Linked DNA regions of Mus musculus: region 2 is linked to region 1. Evidence: chromatin contacts called from public HiChIP or PLAC-seq data. All regions are on one chromosome and are shown on one strand. Each heading gives the region's core, a stretch centred on a gene start, on an enhancer-like site or on the middle of the called end of the contact. The rest is flanking DNA. Distances are from core to core; before and after follow the strand shown. Region 1 overlaps Fmn1 (formin 1). Region 2 has its middle 12 kb from the start of Gm46756.

Evidence for each region. HiChIP or PLAC-seq counts read pairs in DNA pulled down with a chosen protein or histone mark.
Region 2: a CTCF HiChIP or PLAC-seq map of the NIH/3T3 cell line shows a contact between it and region 1, with 7 read pairs. The contact joins two enhancer-like sites. A contact is called at or near these places in 1 of 39 promoter capture datasets (cranial neural crest), 1 of 15 datasets of contacts at CTCF or cohesin (the NIH/3T3 cell line) and 2 of 115 datasets of contacts at active chromatin or transcription factors (the NIH/3T3 cell line and embryonic fibroblasts).

Annotation. Positions count from the first base shown.
Region 1 is chr2:113,453,619-113,458,926 of GRCm38.p6, forward strand. The region is part of intron 4 of Fmn1 (formin 1); the gene reads left to right. Among named protein-coding and RNA genes, the nearest start is that of Gm13963, 65 kb to the left of the region's middle. Within about 2 kb of position 3,198, at least 34 of the 459 cell types and tissues checked have an H3K27ac peak or open chromatin away from gene starts, as enhancers often do. A contact at or near this core is called in the NIH/3T3 cell line, where this site is marked.
Region 2 is chr2:113,770,580-113,775,887 of GRCm38.p6, forward strand. No RefSeq gene overlaps it. Among named protein-coding and RNA genes, the nearest start is that of Gm46756, 12 kb to the left of the region's middle. Within about 2 kb of position 2,987, at least 14 of the 459 cell types and tissues checked have an H3K27ac peak or open chromatin away from gene starts, as enhancers often do. A contact at or near this core is called in the NIH/3T3 cell line, where this site is marked.

The sequences.
Region 1 (5,308 bases), core at 1,948-4,447:
GAGGCTCACGTATTTAAACCCGTGGTGTCCATTTCATGTTTAAGGAGATTATAGAACCTTCAGGAAGTAAAGCATTGCTGGAGAAAGTACGTCACTGGGGGCGGGCTTTCAGAGTTGAAAGCTCCACCTCATTTCCTGTTCTCTGTCTAGAGCTCTGTCTCTCTGTGCCTCCTCTGTGGGACGATGTGATCTTCCTGCTTCTCCATCCTGCTGTTGCCAGCCTTCGGCACCAGCCATGATGAACTCCTTTCTGAAACTGTAAGGTGATAAAATAAACCCTTCCTAACTTAAGCTGCTTTTGGAGATCATTTTTACCACAGGGACAGAAAAGTAACCAATACAATTAGCATATATTTATTATCTTCAATAAGAGTTTAGTTATGACATTTATAACATATATTATAAACGCATTAATCGTGTGCATTGTATATTCCTCTTCCCCGAAACTCTGGCATCTTCAATAATGAAGTCTTCACCAAAAATATCCTTGTGACTTCAAGATAAAGGAAAGTATTCGGACATTTTTCTGTATATTAAGTAACAGAGAATACAAGGTCCATGTAAGAGCACTAAATTTGTTAAAAACAGAAACAAATGAATGATTTTTCAGATCTGCATTCTGTGTTCTTTTTTTTTTCCCCCAGTAGCATTAGGGCTCCTTCAGTACACCAGTATTCAAGATAAGTAGAAGTGAATTCAGATAAAGAACTGCCATTGTGTTTTGAGCTCCATTGGCATGGCTAGGGTAACTCCTAGGGGATTTTCCTTGAGTTTGTGAGAACACATTCTATCTCATGATGTAATCCTAGAACTTGCAAATGGCTGGGACATCAGAGTCTGAGATTATATCTCACTCCTATTTAGTGACACTAACATGTTATAAGTATCTACTTCATTGGTGCTGGTATTAAATTTGCAAATGCATTTAATAATACATCCATTCATTTAGCAAAAATTCACTGAGAATCTGCTATGCACAGGTAAATGTGATAGCTGCTTGGAATGTAAAGAGAAACACAGCAGGATTGTTACTCGGAAGAGGCTTATGATTTTATTTTTAGTTTTTAGTTTTATTTTTCACCAGAGTCCAAGTGGATAGGTTGGAGAATGGAGAATGGGAAAAATGTGAAATGTATACAAAGAATGAATAGAAGGTAGAAGATATGTATGGCATGTGGTTGAATGTGTCCTACATGGAGAATTGAGAAGAAACCTCACAAGTCAGCTTGGAAAATGGTAGTCTGGGTAAGAGGGATGAAGCTGAGAAAGAGCAAACAGAGAGACAGCAGTTCCTTGTGGTTGTTATAAATGAATACATAAGCAAGCTGGGCCTGGCAGCATAGGCTTATATTCTCAGGTACTCTAGAGGCTGAAGCAGGAGGACCCCAAGTTGTAGGCCACCCTGAGGGGTAAACAGTATGGTGTGCCACGTGTAGTTTGGGGGTTGCTACATCCACTCCAGTAGTGACAAGTGCGACAGGCCCCGAAAACCTGGGCGCTTTCCACGGGTTGAGGGGGGCCGATTAGGCCCAGTCCGTGGCAGGGGGGCCTGGTCTTTGGAGGAAAAGGAATGTGTGGTGTGCCATGTTGAGGACTTACTTATAGACATTTGTGGAAGCTTGAGCGATTTTATGCAGAGAAATAACAACCAATACGGGTTTTGTGAGAGCCCCCTAAGGGTACTAAGGAAGAGTGTTAGTGTTGGAGGGACATACGGAGGGGTGGAATGAGTCGGGATCTTGCTTGGAGTGCCCTGTGTGGTCTAGAGGGAAGATAATGGGGCAGTCAGTGACTTTCATTGTCTTCTGAACAGATAAATAAATGAATCATGAATCTTCATTACTTGTGATGAGGTGTGATAATGGAAATGAGATAGCTTAAATCAGTAGGCCCCCTGGTTTCACTTTTAGGTGATGGCTCATCTTTTTCTTTTTTTTCTTCTTATTAAGCCTATTGCCTGGTATACCAGAAGAATAAAATAAGATTATTTGAACTTAAAACATTTACTATCTTGGTCATTCGGGGAAGAACATGGATCTTTAAAGTGATGTGTGTGTGTGTATGTGTACTCTTTACTTTGTTTATGAATTATTTGATTATTTGATGAAATATATCTTCAGTGCCAGGCTATTACATTAGTAATGAGCTTGTATAATACAGGCTTTCCAAAAACAAACCAACTCTAGGAACTATTTTCTTAATAACTTATTTTCTTTTTAATTAAAAAATAATTATCATATTGCCACAATCCAATTAGATAACATTCTGCCATTGTACTAAGGTCTCTGTGACCAACCAATGCCAACTAAATTATTCTGTACTTTCAGACTCAGCGAATGTTTTTATCTTAGCTTCATCTTTCAGACTCTACTCACGTTTCTCTCAGTTTTGGCTCTGCTTCCTTGACTCTCCTGCCATCTCATGACGTCTTCTGAATCCCCATCAGACACTGCCTATGACAGCTGTTTGGTTATTGGAGTTTTAGTTAAGCTTTTCGCCACTTGTTGAGCACTTTGTCCTTCAGCCCTCTTTTCAGGTGTCCAGTTTTCAGTTAAGAATAGTCTTGGGACCCTTTTTATTAAGATGCACAGACATTTGAGTAATCAAGAGATGGAGAGTTCTTAAACCAAGGGACATAGCATGCCCTTTCTGGGGTCCAGGGGAGACAACTTACAGCAGTTTCTATCACACATGCTCCGCTGCCTTTAGTAGTGATAGCTGAGATACCCTTGTCCATGCCAAAAACAAAACAAAACAAAACAAAACAAAACAAAACAAAACAAAAAACTCCCCCCAAACCCACAACTCTTACATCTTATGGGATTTATTATTCTGGAGCCATGAGTGACAGTGTCCTGGGACACCAGTTTAGTTTCTTCAAATTCCATGTTCCATGTTCCAACATGCTAACAGTTTGATGAAATTTTTATAGTAATAGAAAAAAAATAAAGAAGAAGAAGTTGTAAATCAAGGCACGTTTTAAACACGTTGATGGAGACATTAAGTGGATGGGTTAAAAACTCCTCTGTAGGCCTCAGATGCTATCTCACTATATTCTTAGCTTTTTGGTTGATAGAAAGTAGAGTTTTCTTAATACATTCCAAAAGGTTTTTATCTATTAGTCATAGGATGATCCATTGCACACAGCGGTGGGCAGGGATATGGGCTGTTTAGGGGGCTAAAGGTAACCCAAGATAAATTGTAATGAGTTTCTGAACATCCGGCAGTCCACCCTGCACTCAGTCATTGAAGTCCTCTTGAGTTAGTCAGCTTTGCAGAAGGTTCAAATTGACAGTAAAATTTCTTTCTGGAAACTTGTTCACAGTTTATTGAAATACTTAACTAACAACTCATCCTACCCATTCCAATAAGATGAATAACTTACCCAGAAGTAAACTCATAGCTAACATTCTTCTGATAGTTAGAATGTTCTTTTATAACATATTTTTATATTTCTATCCCATAGAAATTATGAAATGGTGATCAATACAAGGCATTCAGTTGGAAAACTGTATTATTGGATAAGTTTTGTGGGAAACTGATTTTTTTTTTTTTTTTTTTTTGGCTTTTCAAGACAGGGTTTCTTTGTGTATAGCCCTGACTGTCCTGGAACTCACTCTGTAGACCAGGCTGGCCTCAAACTCACAGAGAGATCCACCTGCCTTCGGCTTCCCAAGTAGTGGGACTCTGGCATACAACACCACTGCCTGGCTCTGAGATGTTTTAAGAGATAAAAGAAACCATAAAAAAGTTCTGAGCATTAAAGCAGAATTTGTTCATACTTTTAAAAAACAGATGGTGCTGGGTGCCATAAATCAAGATGTTTGTTAGATACCTTTGACTCCATTTAAATGTGCCAGAGTTGCTTTAAGATATCAGTATTCATAAATTCTTCATAACTTAAGTTTACCACAGTATCAAGTTACAAATGTTTTAGGTGTCACTTTACTTATGTGTAAAGAGTATGTTATTTTTTTTTTTTTTAGAAACAAAACAAAATAAAACAAAACCGGGGTACATGCACAGTTTGGAGAATACTGTTGGGCTACTGTCTGAAAAGTGCTTCTCCCAAATCGCCTGAGACCTTGTTGAAAGTAGGGGTTGCTGTTATTGGGTCTTATCTAGGAATGGGAATATACATGAATAAGCTGACAGCTAATGAGCCAGTGCTGTATGGCAGAGCAAGCAGATCATTTTACAGAAATGTCAGTCTTGTTTATCTTACCCCAGGGCATGGCTAAACTCCTTTCACTGTGCCTTCCTGCCTGGTTCACAGTGGTTTTAACCAGAGCCTAAGGTGACAGAGGACACAGCCAGCTCTCTAGAGTACCTTCTCCAACCTTAGTCCCCAGTCCATCCAAGAGTTCCTACTTGTGGCCTCAGTCAAGATTCCGGACCAGTTTCTCCACTCCTCCTTCCTTCTTCCTCAAGCTAAGATCAGCTCTGGAGGCCCTACTGAGAGTGGGATATAGGGATTTCCACCATAAAAGACCATGTCCTACTGTGATGGACCCAGAGAACCATTTAGTGTCTGTATCTACAGGGCGAGCGTTGCCTCTGGGAGGCTTGCAAGAGAAGAACTGGAGTATTACCTCATTTGTCCATTTTTAATAAAGTTAAGCTAAAGTCAATGAAGGGCTTTAAGCCACTTTAGTAAAAGTTAGGTGTGACTTTCTGATATAGACCCATACGACAGAAGAACAGGGGGAAATGCAGCGAGATTTACAACCCCCTCCCATACACACCAGTGGTTCTTTTAGGGAGACACATGGGGTAGCTAGAGCAAGCACCTGAACAGAGGGACATGAGAGGTTCGCCATGGGGATACAGGCAAAGGGAACAGAAGACGCGAAGCCTCTAGGCTGCTGGAGAAGTGTCCAGAAATAATCCAGAGAATCCTCCTTTATAAAGAACCCGAGGACTTCCAACGGTTTGGGGCAAAATTCAAAGGTCTGTCCAGTCGCATGCGAATAACATCAAACAGAAACGTAGATATTGTAAAATATTTGTTATCAAAATCTGCAGCCCCTTAAGAATTTTCCTTATACACCAATTTTAAGATTGTAAGAGTTTTATAGCACTTGGAAGGCTGAGGCTGTTTAAGGCCAGCCTGCTCTATTTTGTAAATTTCATGCCATCTAAGGCTACTAAATGAGATTTCTATTAAAATTAAAAATAGTCTTAGATGCCAGTTTATGTATGTGGCTTTTCTATTTGGATTTGTGGCTTTTTTTTTCAAACTTATTTTTTACAAACGTCTTGGGTTCATGGAGATAAGCATTTGAAGAACAGTGTTCTGTGTTATTAT
Region 2 (5,308 bases), core at 1,737-4,236, 320 kb after region 1:
GAAAAAGTAATCTTTAAATTTCCAAAATCATACCTTTCTCCTTTAAGCTATTAAGTAAAGTGGATTAATGGCTAACCTGAGATCAGTACAACTGGGCAATGCATTGGCTCTTGACAGAGTAGTCAAGTTACCAATAGTTTGGCTACCTCTACATGGAAAATATAAATGATAGTTGCCAATCAGGAATCTGGAGGCAAACCAGAGCAGCAAATAATATGTATTTCTACAATACTCTCTGAAGGTGGAAGGGAGAAATCACTTTTCTGCAGTCCCTATGGCTGTTATCAGAAACCTTAGCTGCAGACAAGCTAGCATTCTGCTGTCCAGACAATGGTTTTGTGGTGTCCTGCATCAGCCTTAATGTTATGGTCAGGGCAGTAACACCAGCCTCCACTTCCTGACCTGTAGACAGTGATGCCAGTGACCTTGAAGTGACTTAGCCCGGCCATGGATCCCTGTCTCATGCTTCACAACATCTTCAAATAATTTTGCAAGCACCTAATGCCTCATAGTAAAGTCCTTTCATCCAGGGATATCCCAGAGTGAGAATGTGTTTCTTGCATGGACTTTACCTTCACATCAATTTCATGAGGTATGTGTGGTCATGCTCATTCATTTTTCAGATGCAAGAAGATTCCATGAGCTGAAAGTTCTCTACTTCTAAGTTATACAAGTTATAAATTATAATACTCATCATCAGTGTAGTTCTAATTACAATTTTTGTGTGTCTAACTGCTTTGTTCACTTACAGTGATGTAAGATTCAATATAGTAAACCATTGGGCATCTTTTTGCTCACCATGCTATGGGATCAGCTCTATGAGGTAAGGACCCCTATTTTATGCATTTTTGTAGAAGATTCTGCACTGGTTGGTTTTTAGTGTCAATTTGGTACAACTTAGAGCCACCTGGGAAGAAGAAACCTTGAACGAGGAAATGCTCAGATCAGATTAGACAGTGACCATGTCTGTGGGAGGTAGTTTTGATTGGTGATTGGCCCAGACCAGGGTAGGCAGCACCCTGGGTAAGTGGGCCTGGATTATACAAGAAGCCTAGCTGAGATGCTCAGGAAAGTAGCATCCCTCCATGGTTTTCCCTCTAGTTCCCACTCAGCTTTCCTCACTGATCATCCCTGACCTGGAAGCATAAGCCAAATAATCCCCTTTCTCCCCCGTTTGTTGTTGGTCATAGTGCAACAGAAATCAAACTAGGACAACCTCCCTGTCCCAGAACAGGGCTCAGTGTATAAGGGCACCCAGAATATATCCTTGATAACGACTACTTAATGAATACGTAAAATGTTGTGGCAAGGAAAGAACCAACAAAAGATGAAGATCCACAGTGGAATCCAATGCTTGCCTCAGAACGGCTATCATGAAGAGCAGGATCGTTACCCTACTCACCATACACTGATGCTCAGCTATCCTTCAAATGCGGCAAATGGAGGAGTGTAGATGGACTTCTGCACTTCTAGCTTAGATATGTTATCATAGGACAGTGACTTTGAAAAAAAAAAAAAAACCTTTGCATCTGTTGGGCCACTCCCAGAAAAGCCTGAGAATCATGCTGAATATCTTAAAGGTCATAGCACCCCTATATCTTTTTGTGGTGTGTGTGGTGTGTGTGTGTTCCTGTGTATAAAGATGCACATGTGAATACATGTGTGCATGTGTGGTGTATACATGTATATGTGTTCATATGTGTGTGTACATGTGTGCTGCTATGTGTGAGGCTGAAGGTTGTTGTCTTTCTCTACCCCTCATTTTCTGAGGCAGGGGCTCTCAATGGTCCCAGAGCTTACTGACTGGCTAAAGTGGCTAGAAAATAAGGGTCAGGGATTAAAGTGGCACTGGTCTAGCCTGGGGTTACAGAGTCTCCCAACATCTGCTTTTCCATCGGAGCTGAGAACCTGAACTCAGGTCTCCGGGTTTGTGCAGCACTTGCTCACTGAGTGAGTGAGGTATCTCTCTAATCCAGACCTCAGTTTTCATGTGTTTGTTTGGTTTGGTTCTGGTTTTGAGACAAGGGTCACCTACTGACCAATTCTTCTCAGCTGGCTGGCCCACAAGCCCCAGGGAACTGTATATATTCACCTTTATGGTCCTGGAATTGCAAGCACGTCACTGTTCTTGGCCTTTTAACCATGGCCTTGGGAATTAAACCTATGGTTTTATGCTGCTGTGCAAGCATTTTATCCACTGAGCTATGGAGCCCATCCTTCTTTATACATATGCTAAGATGAGGAAAGTTTTATATGTTTTTTTTCAAAATGTTCCTTAACATTCATTCATTTGGCACCCAGGTATGCTTTCAGAAGGCTTTCTGGAAGATCTCAGGCTTAAAAGGAAGGACAAGATGGAGTCGATGGCCTCAGGGAGCTCTAACTGTTGACTGAGGCAAAGACAGTAAGTGAGCGAGTGCTGCACAGCAGAGAGTACTGGGTGCTCAGAGTTTAAGGCACTAGTGAAAATGTAGTGATTTTTAACATATTATTATGCAGAAAAGGATGCTGACAGAGAAAAGACAAAAATGGCTTGAACACTGATCTACAAGTGAGACAATGATTTTTTAAACCCCTGATCTCAAGAAAACCCTCCCCTTCTTCTCATAGACCAGGTTTCCCCCCTCACCAGACTCTCCACCCTATTGGTTTAGGACACATACCCTTGTTCCTCTCATAATTTTGCACCTGGCTTTTTATCATTGTAAGGAATACTTGAAGAAATAAGTTATAAAGAGAAAAGATTCACTGTTTAGACACTTTACCCATTGACTGGTTATACCCATTCCTTTGCTGTGAGCAGCATGTCATGATGGGAGTGTGTGGCAGAGCATGACCAAGAAGCAGAAGAGAGGGGATGGAGAGTTTCCTTGAGGGCATATCCTCAATGATTTGAAACTTTCCCATGAGTACTTTTAAAGAGGCCTTTGCCTATTAAAGACTGAGTCACTTCCCAGTAACACTACACACAGGAACTGAGCTTTTAACAAAGGCATTTGTCTAAACCATCATAAGCATTCTGCTCTCTTTTCTGATGTATATCCTGTGAGTAGGTTACCACTCTCCTCCTAGTCAACCTGCTTCTCTGTCTCTTTTGTTTTTTGTGATTGGGTCTCATTCTGTAGCCCAGATTGACCTCATGGGATTACAGATGTAATCCCATATAATTATATAATATTATATGTGTACTTACATATAATAAAAAAATAAGTCTTTTAAAAAAAAAGAAGTAGGGAAAGGCTCAATGTCTGGAGTCTTATAATCACATCACTATTACAAAAGTAACACAACCAAGTTGACCTTCTGAGATCTCAGAATAGAATCTGTGCTAGCCAGCCGCTCTCCAGTGCTGCTGTCAGGAGTCAGTGGGAGGAAAGCTGACCCAGTGGATGGAGCAGCAGTTCCTCATGAAGTAGCAGCAACCCATAGGAATGTTCCGTGCACTAAATGTTTGAAATGCATTCTGGTTCTTTTTTATATCTTTAATAATTTTTCAAACATATAATTGGCTTAGTGGTAGACACCTCAAATTTTCCTCCCTGAGAATGAAAGTAAGTCATTCAGACTCCTGTCTAAGTAGTCGCTGCTGCATTCCTCACATCTTTTACTAGAGTCCCCCCAGATGTACACTACATGTGGACAGTATTCTCTATGCTGCTGTATGAAGAGACCCCAGAAACAATAAACCTTATCAATAAACTCACGTCCACTACTCTCCTTCCTCTTACTCGGCTGCACAATCTCACCAGCCTCCCCACCATCCAAGCCATGGGGTTAATGATTAACCATGTCACTCCATACTTACCTCCTGTCAGTCAACACTTACCTTTCTCCTGGGAGGACTGTTTCCAGAACTCACTATCTTATTAGAATTTTCTGATTACCCACCTCCTGCACTCTCTCTCCCAGTTCCCCCCACCCCACCTTTTCTGGCTTCGTGGTCCCTGTGTGCTCCTGGCACCTTAGTGACTTGTTTTGTGTTGTGTAGCAGATGCCTGGAGATACCCGTTCCTCAGATCCTAAGCCAGCGCTAGCTGAGCTCAGTAGCACATGTAGGCTTACTGAAGGAGTACAGCTCTTGTTCCAGGGTGGTCAGGAGATGTGGGGTGTCTGGTCATGCTGCAACTTGTGTGGCAGTCATGGTGGGATGGAACATTACTCCAGTTTTCCAAGATCATATCACCTCCAGATAGCTTCCCAAAGCTAATAAAACCTTGGTTCCCTGGTAGAAATGCTTCAAGCTCAGAATTGATCCTTTTAGGAATACTAGGTATTCTGGAACATTCAGTATTGTAGTGGCAATTATATTTTGAATACTTATTTCTTGAAGACTCAGCCTAATGAATCATGGGGCAGGAGTTAAGAGTAGCCTCAGTGACAATACATATAACAGATAACATTGAACAATTCTCTATTTCCCCACATTCCAGTAGCAATCACAGAGGAAATTCTCTTCTAGAGTTGCCCCATTGTACCATCCTCTGGGGCTAGGGCTTGATGATGCTGATTAATTACATCCAGGGACCTCCAGTGGGCTGGTACCACTGGAGTCAGAGTTCAGCCAGGGCAATGCTGACAGTTCCTGCACCATATGCTTCACTTCTGCCTACTGTGCCAAGCATGTTCTTCTTTTGTTCCCCCAAATGTCCTTGGGCTGACTACAATCACCTTCCTGACTTCAAAGATCCTTGGCTGTAGCACTATGGAAAGACTGATGGGTGGTAATGACCCTGCTCAGCCAAGGAAAACCAATGAATGCCTCTGCTGTAGATGTGGTCTAGGCCCCACCTGGAAGAGGACTTCCCTTTCAAGTCTATTAGTCTACTGGAGTCCTCTCTAAGTTTCCTTACTCTTCTATAAAAATCTCTTTTCCTCCCAGACACTTTTGTCTCTCCCCTCTACCCAACTCATCCCATCCCCAAACAAATTTTCTCCCCATAAAGCCCAGTGGCACATTCTTCTACAATGGCCAAGGGAAATATTCTACATTAATTCTTCATATCTCTATGCATAAAGATTTCTACCTTATTTGCTACATTTCCAGACCAGTGCTTACCATAAGTTGATCTTACTGCTGAGCCTCACCTCGGTTGCTAGTATAGAAACATTTCAAGCACATTCAAGCAGAGAGGTAGAAGCACAGGAAGTCCTCGTCTCCATGGAACCCAGCTTCAATATCTATCAATACGACTAATCAGATTCATCGAAATCCCAAGGTCCCTCCCTATCCTTTCCTACCACTATTAATGGATTGTTTTAAAGCAAATCTAAATACCACCTGCACAAAGTTCATCAGACATTTCTAAGA